Linked DNA regions of Manis pentadactyla: region 2 is linked to region 1. The links are chromatin contacts, called in public Hi-C maps. All regions are on one chromosome and are shown on one strand. Each heading gives the region's core, a stretch centred on a gene start, on an enhancer-like site or on the middle of the called end of the contact. The rest is flanking DNA. Distances are from core to core; before and after follow the strand shown.

Region 1 (7,254 bases), core at 3,231-5,730:
GCACAGGAAATGACTGGTGTTGCAAATGACTATATGAGCAGGACTATCACATTCAAAATGCATTTCCATACACACTCTTATGATTAGGGGGTGTATAACTGTAAGATAAGGGAATGCTAACCATTTTGAGGAGCTATTTTATTGGATATTTTGGTTATTGTCCTGTTGCTTCAGGTGAGGCTTCTCAGCCATTGAGTGAGCCTGGATGGCAGAGCTGAGAAGACCGTCCACCTATTCTCTGACCTGGACAAACTTCCAGCATGTACTGTCTCACTTAACATCTTTACTAGCTCACTGTCTCAAACTCCGCCCACTACCAAACTCTACCAAGACGACAGTCCCCATTCCTGACCACCATTAAACCTCACTTAGGGGATTGGAAGTACCTATTTGTTCACTGCCATCTTTTGGATCACATTTTAGTTTCCTGTATTACTATGTATCTTTAATATAGTATGCCCTTGTTTATTTACATTACAGTGCATATTCATTGCAGTGTAGGAGGAAAACATGATTCACATCTCATACTGTATAATCTCCTTCAGGGCCTCATACAAACTTACCATTGATTAGGTGTTAAATAATTGGACAATTACTTTTTCATGTGCTTAAATCATGTGGAATACTTACTGGATTGTTACAGAAGTCGAACAGTGTTATTAATGATATTTAGGAAAACTGCTTGGATTTTTTGTATGGATATGGAATGCATGGTTATTTGTCCCATGTAAAATACTAGCACCTAGATTATCTCTAAAAATACTAGAACAGGGGCTAACTCTAGTGCCTAAATTGCTCTCCAACAGGTTTTGGGGGATATCTCAGATTCAGATAACAATGCAGGTTGTAGGTAAAATAGGGACAATGTGGCATTTCTGGTCCCTACAACCTTGTGTCAGGGTACTGCCTAAACTGTCACCTTCCTCTCTGCATGGGCAAGTGCTTCATTAACCCCAGGGCTTCCCTGATCTGCATCTGATGCTCACGCGAGGATCACAGCAGCTTCCCTGCCCCTCTCCCAAACTTTGTCTTATGAAACTACTCTGTATATTTATGTTGGTTCTAACCTGATTACTTATTTGATGTAATATTCTAACATATCAAAATAAGAGACCCTATAAGAGTAATAAGAAAAAAAATTTTTTTTTAATAGTAGCTTTTTGAAGGAGAATTACACAAAAAGTCTCTCCTCTCTCAAGCAATTTTTGGTATTTTCTCAATCCTACACCTCACTACACTGTCTACGTCAGGAAGGGGTATGAGATCATCTAGCTTCAAAGACAGTTTGGGTCAAAATTTCCATTGCTGTGTTCAGTATAAACTGAACAAATCATGGTTTATTCTTCTCTTGTGATATTTTGTAGTCTCTAGTACAAATGCATACCTGACATAAAGATTATATCTATTTGTGTACTTTATAAAGCTTTTTCACATGTTGACTCTGGTTCTTCTTAGTAATTCTGGGCAAAGAGAAAAAAACAACTAAAAATCTGAAGCAGAACTAAATGTCTATTTTTTGGATTGTGAATCCTGCAAGGACAACAATCTAGTTTTATTCACTTTCGTTTTTATTCAGTGTGGTAGAGTGATCGCAAAAATGAACACAATTCTTCCCTCACCCCCCACCCCAACTTTTACATAGTGATTTGTCCTTCTTTTACTGTGAAATATACATAAAGTATATAAAAGATATATAAGTTTAACAGGTAATTGCAAAGTGGAAATACGTGTAACCATGCCCTAGGTCAGGAAAAGAGCACTGCTGTGCTGAATTAGTACTGAAGTAACCCCCACACCATGTTTCTCTTATTACCTCAGCCTTCCCCACCATCCTGACTTTTGAAATCATGATTCCCTTGCTTCTTTGCATGGTTTCACTAGATATTAGGCAAAACAGTACCGTTTAGTTTTGCTTTCTGTCATCCTGTCTGTTGGGTATGAATTTTTTGCCTAGCTTATTTTGCATTATGTTTGTAAGATTCCCACATTGTCCTGTGCAGCTAAAATCTTTCATTTTCATCGCTATGTTGTCCCATTTTTATAAATATAACAAAATTTATGGATATTTGGGATATTTCCAACACGGGACTTATTGTTAGGATTTGGCTTTAAGCATTCTTATATATGTATCCTGATATACGTCTGTGGGAGTTTCTCTAAAGCAGTGGTTCACCAAGTTTTGATCCCAGAATCTTAAAAGTCAGGAAACAAATGTAAATAAATTAATAAATAAAAAATTTTAATAAAAATTTCAATTGAGACCCGAGATGCATAAAAAGATTCATTGAGTAACTCATGTAAAATAACAATAAACCCACTACCTGTTGTATTTGTTTCCTGAGGTTGCTGTAACAAATTAGTCACAAATGTGGTAGCTTAAAACAACAGTTGCGGAGACCAGAAGTCTGAAATTAAAGTGTTGCCAGGGTTGGTTCCTTCCAGTTGCTCTACCAGAGAATCCACTAGGTACCTTTCTCCTATAGCCACTGGTAACTGTGGGCAGTCCGTGGAATTCCTTAGCTTGCAGACACATCTCTCCATTTCTGCTTTGTCTTCACATGGCTTTCTCCCTGTGAGTCTGTGTTTGTGCCTCAAATCTCTCTCTTCTTTCTCTTATAAAGACAACAAGTTCCACAAGGACTGGGAGTTAGTACTATAATTGAAATATGTTTTTTGGGGGGCGGGGGCAAAATTCATCCAATACATGTTAACAAAAATAACACATCTCTAAATGAAATACAGCTATACTTTTCAAATTAAAATTTTGAGATGAGTGGCAATGCTTTACATTTTTGTAAATCTAATATCTAGACTCATAAGAAGTTGGGTGTTCATCTGCTTTTACTTTCAATCCTTTAGTTGTTTTGGTTGAGATACATGATGAAAATCCAGCCTCACACAATAATCTCAGACCCTCTGAAAGGGTCTGAAAGGCTCCCGGGAGTCTTTGGAGCAGTTTAAGAAACAATGCATTAAAGCATACACTTTAAAATACAGGCAAAATGGAATTTCTAGGCATAGATATAGGTATTTTACTACTTTTTAGATAATGCAACACTGTTTTCCCAAGTGATTGTATCAATTTACATTTCCACTAGGAGTGAGGGATCTTGTTGCTCTATATGTTTACCAATATCTAGTACTGTTGCATTTTTTAAATTTTGCCTATCTGGGGGTGTGTAATGTACTGCCCAGTGGTTTTAGTCTTACTCATTCACACTTTGTCTGTATTGCCATTTTACGTATGAGGAAACTTAGGTGTAGAAGAAAAATGTTACTTGCTACAAGTCAAGAGTTAGAAAATAGAGAGTCCACATTTTCTACTTTGAAATACATTTTTCTTTCCACTCATGAACACAATTCTTCTGTTTGGGGCCCAGTTCTCAAGAAGGTGCATTCTTCCCCATATCTCATCTCCTAGAGCTCATTCCCCCACTTCGGAGGCTTTGGGCACCCCAGGATGCTAGGGGTCCTGAACCTCCCTGTTCATCACCATCCCAGCCCCCCAACCCCGCCTGGCTCCTACACACTGGTTTCTATTTCCTTCTCATAATACTACCACACTCTATTGATCATGTTAAAAAACACGAGCCTCGGCAGGGTCATTTATAGGAATGCCTAATTCGTGTTTACATGCAGAAGAAAACGCATAATTTAATAAATCAATGCCTGTTATTTTTTAAACACTCCACGATAAACCAGTGATGTGATCACAGGCAACTTAAGTTCTTGGATCCTCAATTTTCTCATTAAAATAAGCGCAATACCTACATTATAGGTTTGTTTTAAGAATCAACAAAATATATGTAATGTGCTTAGTACAGTGCCTGATAAGAGTGCTCACTAGATGTTTATTTATATATAACAAAAGCTTATTTAGTGTTTATTGTATGATAATCACTCTTCTAGGTAGTTTTTCCAAAATGGTCATCATTTTACAGATTCAGACTAAAGCAGAGAGGTTAAGCTTCAAGGTCACACAGCCAGTATGTAGCACAGCAGGGATTAAAACTCGGGCAGTCTGGTGGTGCCCGAATTGGCGCTCCTAGCTGAGCCGCTTCCCCCAAATATTTATTATTTATGACAAACCTCTCTGCGAACTGCACAACGCTCTACCACCGGTGTTTTGCCCCGTCCAGAGCAAAATGAGTTCTTCGTTACCCCCTCTAAGCCTCCCCGGCGATCAGCCCTCCCGGGAACCAAGCCTGCTCAGTTGACTCTCACGGGCTGCGAGGTCCGATCGCGGGCATCCAGAGGCAGAGCCTGGCCACACCCCTTCTCCTGGCCCCGCCCCTCGGAGAGAGCGGTCGTGCTGGCAGGCCGCCTCGCAAGCTTCCACGTACACACTCCAACGCCTCTGCCCCCGGCCCGGGGAGAGCACATCCGGGTCGCTGGAGCAGGGCACTCAGGCCCCGCCCCTCTGCCCAACACGTCGCCCCCACTTCCGGCCAGGCCAGGCCTTTTCCGGTTGTTTGTTGCCGGTTTGCTGCCGGCTGTGTGTCTGCTTCCTGGGTCGTCCGCGGCCCCAGCCGGGTGTCCTGGCGCCCCTCACCCGCGCCCCGTGACCCACCCCTCGTCGCGAATCTCTCCGAGGCTCCGAGCGACCCTGCCGTGCGTCTTTGCGGGCGGCCTGGGCTGAGGCCTGCCGCTCCGAGTCCGCGCAGACGTGCTCCGCGTGTCCCGAGCTCCGTCGAGGCCGCCGCAGCTGTCCGGGGATGGGGCGGCCGGGGTCCGCGCAGCGCTGGGCGGCCGCCGCGTGCCAATGGGGCTGCGGGCTGCTCGCGCTGCTGCTGGTGGCGCCGCGGCCCGGCGGCGCCTCCGAGATCACCTTCGAGCTGCCCGACAACGCCAAGCAGTGCTTCTACGAGGACATCACGCACGGCACCAAGTGTACCCTCGAGTTCCAGGTACCGCGCTGCGGGGGCTCCCGCTCCGGCCCGGCTTGTCCGCTTCTAGACCTTGGGCGAGAGACGCGTAAGACCGGATGAGGCGTGAATTCCAGGAATGCTTCCTGTAGCCGGGACTTTTCTTTCCATTCTAATGCCGTTTACGTTGAGGCCTGTTGAACTTCCTTCTTTAACAGACACCTTGTTTAAAAGTTATTCCGGTTCCACCGTGCCCAGTGTCAATCCCCGCCCTCTAATCCACGTCTCCGATTTGGTCAGATTTAAAGTGCTGCCAATATCTAAGTCTTTCCACGATTTAGCGCTTCGGTTAATGCTGTCCCTGTCGTTGGAGGAGCTCCATTTGTGGCCGGATGGCCGTCTACGAAGGTGGTGTGCAAAGAATTGCTGTGATAAATGAGGCTCTTATGTTTGAGATTATATAGAAGAGAAACTTTAACCGAATGTAGTTTCTTAAGTTGGTTAGAACAATCTTTACTGTTCCTATTTTTGTGGGTAGACATTTAACATATTTAAGCAGCCATTGTTTGGCGCTGGTGATACGGGCGTGATCAGAAGAACTAGGGTGGCTACCATCATTCCTGATTCGTTAACATCCTACCCTTCATTAGTACGTGCTCATTCATCAAAACTGCTTTAAGAGCAGAAAATAGGAGATGTAGGATCTGGTCTTTGGAATCTGTGAAGGCTTCCTTTAGGAAATGATTTTAAGCTGAACTGTAAAGGATGAGTTGTAAGTGCTTAAGGGCAAAAGGGTCCTTGTAATAACAGTGACTGGGAATTGAAGACCCCATAGACCTGACCCGCGCGTCCCCGCTGATCCATTGAGGCCTTCGCTGCGGTCTTGGGATGGAGCGGCCAGGGTCGGAGCAGCGCTGGGCGGACCTTTTGTAAGGCCCTGTGGTAAGAGTAGGAATAGAAAGGTCCAGTGTGGTTGGGAATTAGGAGCCAGAGGAAGGGAGGTCAGCAGGGGCCAGACCATGTAGTGCCTTGCTGGCCGTGTTAAGTATTTTAGTTTTTCCTAGGAGTATGGGAAGCCATCAGAGGGTGGTAAGCTGTGAAGTTACATGATCCAGATATTGGTAGCTGTGTGGATATTAACTTGGCAGGTAGAGAAAGTATTACAGTCTTACAGAGTGGATGTAGGAAACTGATTATGAGGTTGTAGTGGTCCAGGCTTAGACTAGAGTGGCAGCCTGGGGAAGGTGAAAAGTGAAAGGATTAGAGAGACTTGGCTGGTTTTTTCTCAGGACTGGGTGATGATTTGGCTATAGTGAATGAGAGCCGGGGGCATAAAATGACCCTTATGCTTGCTGAACTTTGTGGATTAGGACCAGGGCACAAAAACGATAGCAATAATTATAATATGAAGTGTCAGCCAGATTTTTATTTTAATTTAACAGGCATTTATTGAATTCTTATATATGCAGAGACTGTAATTGTGCTGAGAGTACTGCCACTACTTCTCTTAGGGGCTGAAAATTACCATCGGTTACACAATAGACACTATACTTAGTACTTAAGGTGTATTACTTAATTCTCAGGACCACTCACTGGGACATAAAGTTATTTCTCTTTTCCTGAGGAAGAAACTGAGACTTAGATAGGTTAAGACCCAAGGTCACAAAACTTAGCAAGTAGCAGAATCAGCATGCAGTTCCAGGATAAATTCGTCACTACCTTGTTATACTACCTCCCAAAGATAAATAAGACTGACCTTGATCTCAGAGAGCTTACACAAACACAGTCATCTCACATTAAATACAACAGTGAAAGCACACACTTAGATACAGTACTGACCAAAGGGGAGGGATCATCAGGAAATTCAGCTGAGGGGCTGATGTTTGATCTGAGTCTAGAGGAGGCAGAGGGGAAAAGGATATCCTAGGCAGATGTGTTATATTTGTGAGACTTAATTTCTGAAGTGAGCCTGAGGTGGCACTGAAATACACTGAGGGCTACTGTTGCTTTATAACTGGGTGGGAAGGCTTTCAGAGTGGTTTGTACCAGTTTTGTCAACACTGTTTATTGGTGACAGTGAGATTTGTGGTTTGCACCTGATTTGGGTGAGACCCTCAGAATCTCTGCTCTTGAGAGTGGTTACGTAGCAGGAATATGCCTGTGTGACCAGGAAATAGAAAAACCCAGCCAAGACTCTTATGTTGGGCCCAAGGTGTTCCTTACAGACTTAAGTGGTTCTTGATTTGAGACAGAATGTAAGTCTGGCCACAGTCCTTAGAGGACAGAGGAGCCCACTCCTGACCTCTCCTGATCTTTGCTGTGAGACGGCTTTTGGCTGTGATGTTTTATATTCTTTTTCCTGTAATGAAGTGTAGATTTGTAAGCATTG
Region 2 (6,927 bases), core at 1,595-4,094, 140 kb before region 1:
CCCTGCTTAATTTTTCTCCATTGATAATGCATAGTATTTGTCCATTTCTGCATATATACTATATGTACTATCTGTTGGCATGTCTACATCCCCAACAATCCCCACATTAGAACATAAACCCTCCAAGAGCAGACTTAATTCGTAAGCAGTGCCTGGCATGTAGCACATGCTTTTAAAAATGTGTTGAATGGATGGTTAGATAATTCACAACTCCAGGATCTGAACAAGAACAAGCAATCGAATTACTCTAGCCAATTACTAATATGCTTTTTCTACCTTCATTTATGCATACACAAGGCACTGTGTGCTAGGCATTGAGGAGAATATAAAAATAAAATGTAAGTGGAGTCTGTCCTAAAGGTTCTCACTGTCAAGATGACCCACATGAGTAACTGCAATACATGTTTCCTAGTAAGGGCCATAGGAAAGCGTGATATTGGCCCAGTGTTCAGGAGGAGATACTGTTTTTTTGAGAGGAAGGCTTCTGAGCTAAGACTTTAAGATGTGGACATACTGAAAAGGCCCAGAATCTGGGTGGAAGGAAAAGCTTAAGCAAAAGAATGGATTTGGTAAGCATGAGAAATAACAATTTGACAGGATATATTTGAAAAAAGTAATTTAGAGTCAAAATATGAGGAATTTTAAATGTCATACTGACATACCTGGTATGTAGGAAGTATGAGTTAACTGAAAATTTTCCAACCAGCAAATTACATCATCCATCTATGCGTTAGGATAATTAATCTAGTGGCTGTGAGTAAAGGACTCACATGGGGAAAAGCTGGAACCAAGGAATCCATTTAGGAGGCCAGGGCAGCAATCCAGTCAAAATAGGATAAAGCTTGAAAGCAAGCCTCTTTTAATTTCATAAAACTATAAAATATTGTGGAAATAGAAAATTTAACAGTTGGTTGAAAGGGCTTGAAAATGAAATAAGGAAAAAGTAGGCAGTGATGGGTGAGGTGGGTGAGCCTGGTTTGCCTCATTGCAGAAACAGCCTCCAGCACTTGAAAAGCAGGCTTACAAGGCATTTCAAATATGTTGCGCGTTAGGTGTCAAGAGATGTTGAGACTGATCTCAGTGGAAAAATTAGGGTAATGTAAGAGGCATCCAGGGAGAAGTGACCAATGCAATTGTGACTTCAAGGGACTGTTTAGAGGCAATGAACGTGAATTTGTGAATATTGTTATATTAGGAAAGATTCTTGAGGTGTTTGAGAGTCAAGAAGAGCCAGAGAAAATAGGAAAAAGTCTGTCCAAAAAACCGAGAGGCACACAATCCACTATGAAATGCAGAGAAATTAAGCCTGTACTTGACTTTTGTTGTTCATTGTTCATTTCAAACACTCATGGATTAGAATAGCTGAAATGCAGTAATTGAGACTCAACAGAAGGCACTGATGAGAATAAAAATAATTGTGCCTACAGAGAAGGCAAACAGTGAGTGAATCTGTGGCATCTTACTATACTGATGGACAGTGACTGCAATGGTGTATGGGTGGGGACTTGATAATATGGGTGAATGTACTAACCATATCGTTTTTTCATGTGAAACCTTCATAAGAGTGTATATTAATAATACCTTAATAAAAATTTTTAAAAAAATAATAATTGTGCATAAACAATGAAAAGTGGATGAATTACTGTGACCCAAACTATTTCACTCAACATTCTCTCTACCAAAGGGTGGCTTCAGGGGTGCTTTCTACCAATAGCCCTTTTTGAACATTGGGTGATTGAGGTGCCAGTTTGACTAACAACGTTGTTAGAATACTTATATTGTTTAATCAGTTTAGCCAGGGATGTTTAAGACTTAAGGTAGCACAAGTAAATTTAAATATATATATTTTATACATACACATGTTGAAGCAAAATCTAGAAAAAACAAACTGGACTTCCAGGTCTAAACCTTCAATAACCTTGAATCCAAATTAATCCCTGGGTCCATTTATGAAAAGAATCTATACTTGCATTTAGTTCTTTTGTCCCTCACATTTTTATTTTTGTTCATACTTAATTTGTGGTGTTCTCAAAACGTGCTAAGTGCTATGCACAGCATAGAAATGTTTCCTGATATGTATTACGGGTAGGCTCCAAAAATCACACACCTTGAATTAAAGGGCTTAAATAGCCTAATATACTACCCTTTAAATCGCTGCATTAGGAGCCAAAAAACTAGCATTTCTTCTCACCACTGATTGAACATCAGGGCTTTGCACTGAATCTTATTTTTTAAGGAAATGTTTGATTTGAAAATCAAAGAGGGATACCTGGCCTTCCATCGTTTCACTAATCTTGCTCGAGACCCGAGTCTCCTTTGTCAAAATGTACTTTCAGTACAGTCCATTTAGAAGGAAGACGGACTTATTTTCATCTAGCCTGGAGCAAGCATGTTACCAAGTGTTTCAATCGACAAAACAGCAGCTCTCCACCTGGGGAGTAGTTCCTCAGCGCTACTTGGAAGGAGGGGCCCCTTTCCTTCCCCTTCCTTCCTCAGCCGTCCCCGGGCCTTCTCCTGAACCCCTCAGTCCACATCCCAGCGTCGCGAACCTCGGCAGAAGGGAGCCTTCCCGGAGCGACGGGAGCGGGGGTGCGGGAGCGCGCGGAGTGCCTGGGCTGGGCGGCCGAACGCGCCCCGCCAGGTGGGGGAGAGGATGCTCCAAGCCCACGGCGGGCGCAGGCCCGCGGGACAGCCGGGCGCTCGCCCTGGAGCAGGGCTGGGGGGGCCGAGACCACGTGCACGGCTCCCCGCCCGCCCCGCCCCGGGGCCTCCGCGTCTTCTCCGCGGTAGCTCCCCGCCTCTTCCCACCCTCCAGCGCCGTTGGTACATTCCCGCTGACTCCTAGAGCTTTAAAAAGGCAGGGGAGGCTGGACCCGCAGTTTTGTTTGGTTCCGATTTACGCGCACCGCGTGCCCCCACACCCGCCTTGATCTCTTCGTGCGGGTTTCCTTCCGCTGTGGCACTCGAGTTAGGGGCGAGTGTGTGTGTGTGTGTAGCTGTCTAGCTAGCTGCTGGGGTCCCTCGGCCTCGGCCCGCTCGGCTCCGCCGCCACCGCCCAGCAGAGACGCGCGCGCAGCCAGCTCCCGCGGGGATGGAGCAGACCGAGGTGCTGAAGCCGCGCACCCTGGCCGATCTGATCCGCATCCTGCACCAGCTCTTCGCCGGCGAGGAGGTCAACGTGGAGGAGGTGCAGGCCGTGCTAGAAGCCTACGAGAGCGATCCCGCCGAGTGGGGAATGTACGCCAAGTTCGACCAGTACAGGTGAGCGCGCGCCAGCCCTGCGCGCCTGGATGTCGGGCGCGGGCCTCAAGCCCAGCCGCGCCGCCTCGGAATCGGAAGGGAGGGGGCGTGCGGGGTGGGAGTCGGGCCCGGGGAGAGCACGCCCGCCGCGCCGCCCTCGCGCAGCCACCGAGGTTTTCCCGACCCCAGCGCTGCGCTCGGTCGCCCAAAGGTGGGAAACGCTGGCCTGAGACTGCGGCAGGCTCCCGGCGGGTGGCCACCGCGCCGCGGCAAAGTTTTGTGTTCTCTTTTCGCTGGTCAACCGCTCTCTTCCAAGCCGCCCATCCAGCCGGTCCCCGGGTCTCTAGAGCAATGCCCTCCTCTCTGGAGCGGTCGCTCGCCTGGGACGCGGAGGTGCCGGGAGACCCCCGTGGCCGCCGGTGCGCTGAGGAACGGACTGGCTGCACAATGGAGGGTGAACCCAGAGGAGAACCACATCAGCCATCCCGAGAAAGGGGCGACGGTGGAGGACACAGTTCTCCGACCCCAATTCTCCATCACTTCGCCCTCGGTCACCTGCAAGCTTGCCATCAGGCATTTTTACTAATGCAAAATAGCGTTTTGGGGTTGTCAGCTGCTGTATTTCAAAGGATGCTGCGCCCTCTCCCAAACCAATCTAACTTCCCGGACTGTGGGTTTATTTAAACTCACTCTGGTTTGCGAATTAAGCCACTGCTTCCCCTTCAGCCCCTACTCGGTGTGCTTTCTCTCATCCTCAGTTCTGAGGCTCTGGAATGTAAATTGAAGCCCGCCGCTTCCCACATGTGCTTGAGTTACAGATGCCCTGGTAAGCTGGGTCTCTGCAGCCCCTGGCTTGGTGATTAAGTGAAAAAGAATCTACCAATCCTCTGGGGGGCCAGAAGTAAAACTTAGATTACGCTGAAGGACGACACTTTTCCAAAGCGCAGTCAGCGCTTCGATCTTGATGGCTTCAGTGGCTTGAGAATTGGGAGAGGAGGGATAGTTGAAAGAGAAGAGTAAGGAAAGACGAGGTTTTCCTTTGGAGCGGTTTGTTAGTCACCCAAAGGTATCTAGTGTTTTTGGTAAAGTTTTGTCGACAGGGCGTATTTTTGTTTCAACCATATTTTAGGTTCTGAAATAAAAAGGGGAAGTCTAATTAGGATCCCATTTTCCATTTTCCACTTCCAAGTGGCTATAGAAAATTCCTTTGATACCTATCCTTCTGTAGCTGTCAGTGCTACCGGAGAATAGTTTTTCATTTTGCCATAGCTCCGAGTAATTGAGAGCTTGTTATGGGCCAGGTACTCTCCAGACACTTTACACATGTGTTAACTTAGCATCTGTATGAGATAAGGTACCATTTTTATCACTGTTTTACAGATGAGGAATGGTAGGCAATAAAAAGATTGGATTAACTGCATAAGGTAGCACTTCTATAAAGTAGCGGCTCCAGGATTAAAATCAGCAGTATCGTTCCAGAACCCACACACTAAACCACTGCGAAATTTCCCATAGACACATGGGGCCATGTTAGTTTCTTCTACCTGTGTATTTTATTGCCCAGGTGATTATAATTAGCCAGGGTAGGCTGTAAGGGCTCTTAATCTTTAGGAAAAGGGCATTTCCAGGGGCCTTGAATTTGTCTTGATTGACAAAGCTCCAAACCACTTGAAGTGCAACCAGTTGGACTGAGCTATCCCACAAGTATCCGAGACACAGCTAATTCAGATAATGGGTGCAGTCCCAGGTGGGCAGTTGTGGGAGTAGGGTGGGAGGGAGATTGGAGAGGAGAAATCCATTTGATAGTATTTTTTGCATGCTATAGGTATCCTGGCACTGTGAAGAATTCTGATTTCTGACCTCAGGAAGGCCAACACAGAAGAGCCAAGACAGAATATGTTCCACTGTGGGCCAGACAGTAAATTCTCTGGAAGAAGCCCCAGAGAAACAAGAGGGGTGACCCAATGACTAGTGGGTGGCAAGGAGGACCCTGGTCCAAGAACAGAGTTGCTGGGAACTGAAGGCCATGTGTGCAATTCTTTGCTAGGTCATAAAGGGCTGCAAAATGAGGATGTCTAACATCCCCAAATCACTAATTAACATTGTCAGTGACCCTGCCTTGCCAGCACCTGGCCTCCAGCCCAGGGGAGGAGAGAAGAGGAAGAGGGGCATGTGGGTATTAAACAAGAAAGAACTCAGGCTGCAAAGCAAAGCAGAAGTTAATTTGGGGTCTTTAGGAATTCAGGAGGAATCTGAAATGTGCTCTTGAGGCGGGTGGAAAAAGACGCAGTTCATAAAGGCAAAAACCACAGGCTTGCATAAGTTATTTTGAAAGACTTATGATTGACGCACACATAATTAATGTTGGTCATTATAGGAAATATTACTAAACTAGTGGCTAGACTGGAGTTCAGCAAAATAAGCATTCTGAGGACTGCAATGGGCTGTAGCTGCTTGCGGTTGGCACAGTCCAAAAGTTCATAGTCTGTCTAGGTGTGGATGAGCATGAGACCAACTTCCCCAATGGCTTCCCAGCTCCACTGTGGGGCCCCTTGACATTCCTGACTCCATTTCAAATGTTTCTGTTCACATATTCCCCTTCTGATCAAGATCTTTTCTTGGAAAGTATTGATGGTCAACTATTTAAGCTCAGAGTTGTCAGGAATATTTGGTCTCTCATAGCAAGGAAGATTCATTCCTGGTATGTCGTGTCCTACATTAGAGGGAAAGAGGTATTATTTGAATAGGAGTCATAGTTGTAGGGGTAATGGCCCCATCTGAGCAACAAGTAGGTCCTAGGGAAGTGGTCCCTAGGCATTGACCTTACTCGAGTTGTCTTCAATCTGTATCACAATCTAAGTGAGTTAACCTTCATGAAGGAAAGCTTGATTGATCATCTCTAGTCTTTGAACAGCTATTATCTGAATTCTGACAGAGAACTTAAGATACTGATACAAAGCATTAACAGTTTCAGAATAATGAATATCGAACAAATTAGAAGAATGGTAAGTAAGATCATTTGTAGCCAGATCTCAGTGGTCTCAAATCTGGTCAGGAGCCAGCTAAATATACCTGGGAATCTGAAACTTAATCAACCAAAAGTTTTAGAAGATGGAATTTCCTTTAGAGATTTAGCAAGCTTAGTTTAGCTGAAAGAATCTTCTACATAGATGAGGGGACGGTTCTACAGCTAGAAGGGTCTACTGAAGAGCCTCTGCTATTTATGCCGTGGCATGTCCATAAGACCCAATTGTAGGAAGCCTAAAAGTTCTTGACACGTTATTAAATTATTGGAATTCCTGCTTTCTATGTTTTGGGAGGAGTAAAGCCTAAAGTAAGGATTTCCTTTTCTGGGAGGCAAAACTACTTTGACTTGATAGGGGAGATCAAAAGAAGCAGTCTGGTTGACAGTAAAATTTGACTAAGGTGTAATTATAAATGTCTGTGACCAAAGGGTCTCCTGATTTTCCATGACCAGCAGTGGGCTGATGATGACATACCTAGCAGTCAGAAAGGCTTTCCAGAGCTTGCTATGTATGGCTTGGTATATTTGAATCACAGGGTTTCCATGCCATCTAGTCCCTCTAATTTGGGCTAAGTAGAATCAGAAAGTTTCATGTTTGAAGCCAATTAAACAAACCCAAGTAGTTAAAATCACTGAGTACAAATAGGACTAAGAAGAGTGCA

Evidence for each region. Hi-C and Micro-C count contacts between places; a contact is called where the count stands out from the background.
Region 2: a Hi-C map of fibroblasts shows a contact between it and region 1, with 7 times the contacts expected there. The contact joins the promoter of CDO1 here to the promoter of TMED7 in region 1. A contact is called at or near these places in 3 of 3 Hi-C or Micro-C datasets (blood, fibroblasts and skin fibroblasts).

The regions. Positions count from the first base shown.
Region 1 is chr13:87,515,939-87,523,192 of mManPen7.hap1, reverse strand. TMED7 (transmembrane p24 trafficking protein 7) reads left to right here and starts at 4,480. Exons shown (of 3, transcript XM_036894612.2): 1 at 4,480-4,907. The coding sequence starts at 4,716. LOC118917132 (a long non-coding RNA gene) reads right to left here and starts at 4,274. Exons shown (of 3, transcript XR_008993347.1): 1 at 1-4,274.
Region 2 is chr13:87,656,798-87,663,724 of mManPen7.hap1, reverse strand. CDO1 (cysteine dioxygenase type 1) reads left to right here and starts at 2,844. Exons shown (of 5, transcript XM_036894593.2): 1 at 2,844-3,261. The coding sequence starts at 3,092.